2 separate regions of the Mus musculus genome follow, and region 2 is linked to region 1. The links are chromatin contacts, called in public HiChIP or PLAC-seq maps. All regions are on one chromosome and are shown on one strand. Each heading gives the region's core, a stretch centred on a gene start, on an enhancer-like site or on the middle of the called end of the contact. The rest is flanking DNA. Distances are from core to core; before and after follow the strand shown. Region 1 overlaps Mroh1 (maestro heat-like repeat family member 1). Region 2 holds the start of Cyhr1 (cysteine and histidine rich 1).

Evidence for each region. HiChIP or PLAC-seq counts read pairs in DNA pulled down with a chosen protein or histone mark.
Region 2: an H3K4me3 HiChIP or PLAC-seq map of the SCID.adh cell line shows a contact between it and region 1, with 11 read pairs. The contact joins the promoter of Cyhr1 here to the enhancer-like site in region 1. A contact is called at or near these places in 3 of 39 promoter capture datasets (liver and maxillary cranial neural crest), 1 of 484 Hi-C or Micro-C datasets (the G1E-ER4 cell line), 7 of 115 datasets of contacts at active chromatin or transcription factors (the 230-238 cell line, the SCID.adh cell line, cardiomyocytes and 4 more) and 3 of 9 other capture datasets (adipose tissue, liver and pancreatic islet).

Annotation. Positions count from the first base shown.
Region 1 is chr15:76,427,407-76,430,106 of GRCm38.p6, reverse strand. Mroh1 (maestro heat-like repeat family member 1) reads right to left here. Exons shown (of 44, transcript NM_175457.4): 16 at 2,451-2,595; 17 at 2,165-2,205; 18 at 1,722-1,863; 19 at 1,406-1,458; 20 at 847-954; 21 at 200-319. Among named protein-coding and RNA genes, the nearest start is that of Mir6954, 4.5 kb to the left of the region's middle. Within about 2 kb of position 1,341, at least 5 of the 459 cell types and tissues checked have an H3K27ac peak or open chromatin away from gene starts, as enhancers often do. A contact at or near this core is called in the SCID.adh cell line, where this site is marked.
Region 2 is chr15:76,655,546-76,658,245 of GRCm38.p6, reverse strand. Cyhr1 (cysteine and histidine rich 1) reads left to right here and starts at 1,352. Exons shown (of 4, transcript NM_001357882.1): 1 at 1,352-1,886. The coding sequence starts at 1,530.

The sequences.
Region 1 (2,700 bases), core at 92-2,591:
AGTGTATATCCACACGTACACAAAGTTCCACACACACATAAACCTGAAGGCACACAAATACACGCGGACATCCGTGAGGAAGCAAGCAGTGTGCCTCACGTGCAAGCATGCATGTACCTATGTGCTCACAGCACACGTGGCTAGCTCAGAGCGGCAGATGAACACGGCCTCACAGCCCCGGGCACTGGGGACTACCTACCTCCTGCTCTGCCTCCTCTTGATATCTGGCTGTCTCCAGCAGCTCTCGGAGGTGTTTCCTCACCACCTCCTTACTTGAAGCAGCACCCAGCGTGGTTCCAATGCACTTATACAGGAAGTTCTGGAACACAGGGAGAGAACACAGATGAACCTGACTCCTGAGCAGACAGACACTTGCACTGTGGTGGGTACTGCTAATGGATAGCTGTATCCTTTCCTCCTTTTTGGTTTTTTTGATATATGGTTTCTGTATGTGGCCCCAGCTGTCCTGGAACTAGCTGTGTAGACCAGGTTGGACTTGATCTCATAGATCCGCCTACCTCTCAAGTATTTGGGGTTAAACGTGGGCACCACTACACCCGGCCCCTTGGAGAGGAAGCTGTATTTCAAGCAGGACATAGGAAGGGTCCTGCATGAGGAGGTGAGACCCAGGCTGTGTCTGAGGAACAGTGAGCAGGCAGCTGTCCCCCATCCCCCAGCTGTTAACTGCAGCGAGGAGCCTCCTGACCCTGCTTGCTTTTTAAGTGGCTTGGCCAGGGTTGCCAGAGTCAGGAGACAAAGACACAGACAGGCGAGATCAAAGACACAAAGCATGGGAGCTGGGGACTGTGCAGAGATCCCCATCCCCAGCTAGCTTGTCTCAGGCACCTTCTCCTGAGGAGTCCCACTGTAAGAGGGCAGTTGCTTGCACATCTCTTGGCTCAGCTGGCAGATCCAGATGTTGTCAGATACTACGGCCAGGGTGTCTCGCAGGAACTGAGGGGGGAGAGCATTGGTGAGGCCTGAGGCAGGGCCTTGACACGTGATAACCTTATGGTGACTCCTGTTGGTAAGTGGCCTTTGAAGGTGGGTAGCTATGAGGCAGGCTGAAGCACAAGTGGCTCTGAACTCGGCTGGGGACGGGGAAGGAGGGAAAAGCCCTTTCTGTGCCCAGGATGAGCAAAAGTCCCTCCCATTTGGTGCTGAGTGACAGAAGGTACAATATCCTGCCAGGGACATCTGAGACCAGCCACCATCCTTACCCCAAACTCCCCCCACCACTGAGCCCATCCCCTAGTCACACCACCAGATGAAGTTGGATAACAACAAGCCCCTTGGAAGGCACAATACACTGGTCCAACATTTGCTGCCCTGGCCCTCTGTGCCCAGGCCCAGAATGTCCCAAAAAGGCACAGACAGGCCCTTGGCCTTCTGCTCCATCTCTCACCATTAGAAGCTTTTCTTCCCACTCCTTCAGTGACAGGCTTTCCTCGGTGTGCTCTGAAATGACCAATAAGCCCACTGGCTGGGGTCCTGCCAGGCAGGCTCATTCCAACATGCACTAGGTGGGCCCTCCTTGTCTCTGGGAATTCCCAGAAGGAACGCAGAAACCAGTCAGGCCACAGTCACACCCCCTTCCCTTGTGAGCCATCCAGGCCCTTTCTTAGATTACAGCTTGGATCGTTTCTTTCAACCCGAACGGCATACTGGGTGCTAGTGGGGTCAGGGGTGGCTAAGGGGCTCCTGAGCCTCACAGGCCTCACCATCCAGGTACTCCAGCAGCATGGGCATGGTTGTCTCCCACCGCTGGCCCAGGAAAGGGTGGATATTCTGATGCATAACCTTCAGGAGGCGCAGGGAGGCCGCTCCACGCCCATCTCCCAGGTAGGGATTAGAAGACACAACCTGAAGGAGAGGAAGGAAGGGGGTCGCCTAAGCATGGAGCCGCCTGCCATCTCCTGGCCACAGTGCCCAACCTGGGGACCAGCTTCCCAGGGGTGAAGGGAAAACCAGCAAACACGGGGGCAAGGAATGCCAATGAGACGGTGGCAAGGGTCAGGCTTGCCACAGAGCTGACAGGGACTCTGGGGCCGAGAGGCCACTCTTCTATCAGAGTAAGCTCGGTCACGCTGACACCTACGAGAATGTCCCATGAAGGACAGTGTCAGCCCGTGTGCTGAGACACAGTAACAGACCCGTTGCTTACCAGCAGTCGTGTGGTCATAGCGAAGGGAGACGGGAGGTTTGCTGGACAAGAAACATGGAAACAGTTACAAGGCAGGGATAGGATAAAAGATGGGACCATAGGCACAAGCAGGCAGCTGGGGTGGGACAGCATGCGAAAGCAGCTGGGGGTGGGGTGGGGTGGGGTAGGGGGGTGTCAGCAGCAGGGGCAGGGCAAGGGCAAGGCAGAGAGCTGAGAGAGGACGAGGTGTAAGGGCATCATGGCGTCGGTGGGGTCAGCCAGGGGCACGGTGGTTGGGCCTCCACACCATTCGCGTTGTACTGGATGAGGAAATCATCTGCCCCAGCCTCCTGCCTCTTCAGGGCTAAGTGCACAAGGCTCCTGCAGAGCGGGGTGAGGGCCGCAGTGAAGCGCACCGGGGTGAGGAACTCGAGGAGGTAGGGCCAGAGAACCTGAAGGACAGAGGGCCACGGTCTGTGGACTGCAAGCAGGTGGGCACGGCCTCCGGGGCAGTAGAGATGTCAGAACTGGATCTCCACTGCTATACAGGAGCCGGG
Region 2 (2,700 bases), core at 103-2,602, 230 kb before region 1:
TTACCTAAACCAGAATGCTAACAACAGGTCTTCAGGACACTTGGGGCCTGGGAGGAACATGGTTGTGAGTCAGAGACCTGATTTCCAATAAACGTAAGGAATATACAGGAGTATGGAATTTGTTTATTCTTGAGCTAGCTTCCTAAGGCCTGTAAGGTGATTTCCCTGAGTAAAGGAGTGGGGGATGGGCTGTAAGTAGCAGAAGGTATTATTCACTTTGGCATCCTGGTAGACTTGCCAAGAGAACCCCCAGAGTGCCAGGCATGGTGGTGCAGGTCTTTAATTCCAGTTGGGAGGCAGAGACAAGCAGATCTCTGTGAGTTGTGGGTGGCCAGGCTGGCCTACATAGTGAGTTCCAGAATGGCCAGTGCAACATATAGTGAGACCCTGTATCAAAAAAAGAAAGAAAGAAAAGAAAAAGAAGAAAGAAAAACATTTTTAAAAAAGAAAAGAGAAAAAAAAAAACCAACTTCCCGTGAGAAGAGAGTTTTGGGCCTTGGTTTCCTGGGACACAGTAAATTTGCATATATCCTTGGTGGACCTGGCAGGTGGCCCTCTGGGGCAATGACCTTCACAAACTGATGGCTGTTTTCATAAAGGGCAGAAGAGTGCTATACCCTCAGCGATTCCCAGAAATTGCACATCTCTCTGGACTGACTTGATTACTACCTGTTTGACACCCTCTTGTCTGTGCAAGACATACCTTATAACTTAAAACCCCCTCTTTCTTCTATTCCAACTCTTTCTTTCTTCTACTCCAACTCTTTCTTTCTCCAACTCTGAGGTTGGGACGAAAGAGGTGGGTTAGGGAGTGAACCCAATAATCCTTCGCTGTTCCTGTACTTGCATCTTGTTGACCTTTATACCGTCGCGCAAGAGTGGTGGTAGGTGCGTTTTTCAAGATCCTGCTCTAATACTCCGGTCAGCTAGGCCAGAGCCTTGCACACACAAGCCCGAATTTCTGTACACATTGGCACAGGCATCCCCCCCCACCCCCCGCGCGCGAGCGCGACATGGGAGGCTTAGGGGCGCTTTGCACTCTCGAGGAGTCTGAAGTCTGGGGGCCTCTCCAGACCCCGAAGCTGATGGTACCTCTCCAAGGGCGGACTCCCCAAATCCCCCCACCCCCCGCCCTTCTCCGGATCCCCTCCTGGACCCCACCCCCTTCTGTTCACCTTCGAGGGTGGGTGGGCTCTCTGGCGTCCTCGCTCGTCCATTGGAGGTGGCCGCCGCGTCGTCTTGGCCCTCGCGGCGCTTCCATTGGCTTGCGCGAGGCCCACGTGATCAGGAGGGCGAGGGGGCGGTGGCGTGGGGGGGGGGTCCGCAGCGAAAACAAAGATGGCGGCCGCGCCGGGGTTGGTGGCCGGGGCGGCTGCGGGCCGACGGGCGGGCCAGGCCCACTGAGGCAGCTGCACGGTGGGCAGGCTGCGGGGTCGCCGCGGCAGTGAGAAGCCGGCAAGGGCGCGCGGCGACCCTAACTTCCAGCCGGCGAGCGCGCCGGCACCCGCCCGCCGGGCCGGCCGGCCGTGATGTCCGGCGCCGAGGAGGCCGGCGGGGGTGGCCCGGCTGCAGGGCCCGCGGGTGCCGTGCCGGCCGGGGTCGGGGTAGGGGCCGGGCCTGGGGCTGCCGCGGGGCCGGCTGCGGCGGCTCTGGGCGAGGCGGCGGGGCCCGGGATCCCGGACGAGGCGGCCCTGGCCGGCGCTCGGCAGCTGCAAGAGGCGGCCGGCGACCCCGACGCGCCGCCCAAGAAGCGGCTGCGGGCGGCCGAGGCAGCCGAGGCGGCGGCGGCGGCAGTGGCAGCGGGCAGTGGAAAGCTGGAGGAGCGTCTCTACTCGGTGCTGTGCTGCACCGTGTGCCTGGACCTGCCCAAGGCTTCCGTGTACCAGGTAGGGCCGCCGGCCCGGCCCGGCGCCGCGTTGCCTGGAGGCCTGTGGCCGGTGGCCGGGAATCCTTCCTATCCAAACATCCACCTTCCAGGTCTACGAAACCCCGCTCCTGTCTCTCGAGGCTCCTTATCCTTTCTTGCTCTGAATCTCATTTTCTGTGTTCGATGGTACCCTTTACTCCCCAGTCTGAATTTCCATTCTCCTCCGTAGATCTCTTCACCTTCTGGTTCCTCCAGGGTGCCTCCTTGATAGATTCCACATTCTTTTCAGCTGACCATGTAGAGATCTGTGAACAGGTACCCACCCTTTTCTACTGCTCATCAATACTGTCCCTCACTTCTAGACCCCTGGGTGAAGAAACTTCTTTCCTGGAGACAGGGCTCCAATTCTGGCAGCCACACCCCCAAAAGTGTCCTTCCATATCTGAACAACTAAGTAAATCTTCTTTTGTGCCCTGGGGAGTCAGTCCTGTGTCCTTCTGAAGACCTGGAAGAAAGGAGGGCCTCTCATCCCTTCTCAGTTCTGATCTGGAGGAAGCAATCCGCAACAAACTTTACTGTCAGGGTACTTTCTCCTGCCCCAGCCTAGCCAGTATTTCTATTCGGGGCCACCTCACCCATACCAAGCTGGCTTCCAAGGTTGCCAGTATCCAGGAACTTTGTCCTGCCTTCCCACTTGAAGACCCAGCATGCCAGTCAGTCTCAGAGTCCTGGTCTGTGTGGGTCTAACATGTCCTCTTCCAGGTAAAAGAGAGCAGACCTCTGGTTCAGTGGGAAATGTCTGTCCACCTTCCCCTGGTCTTTCTGCCTCAGTT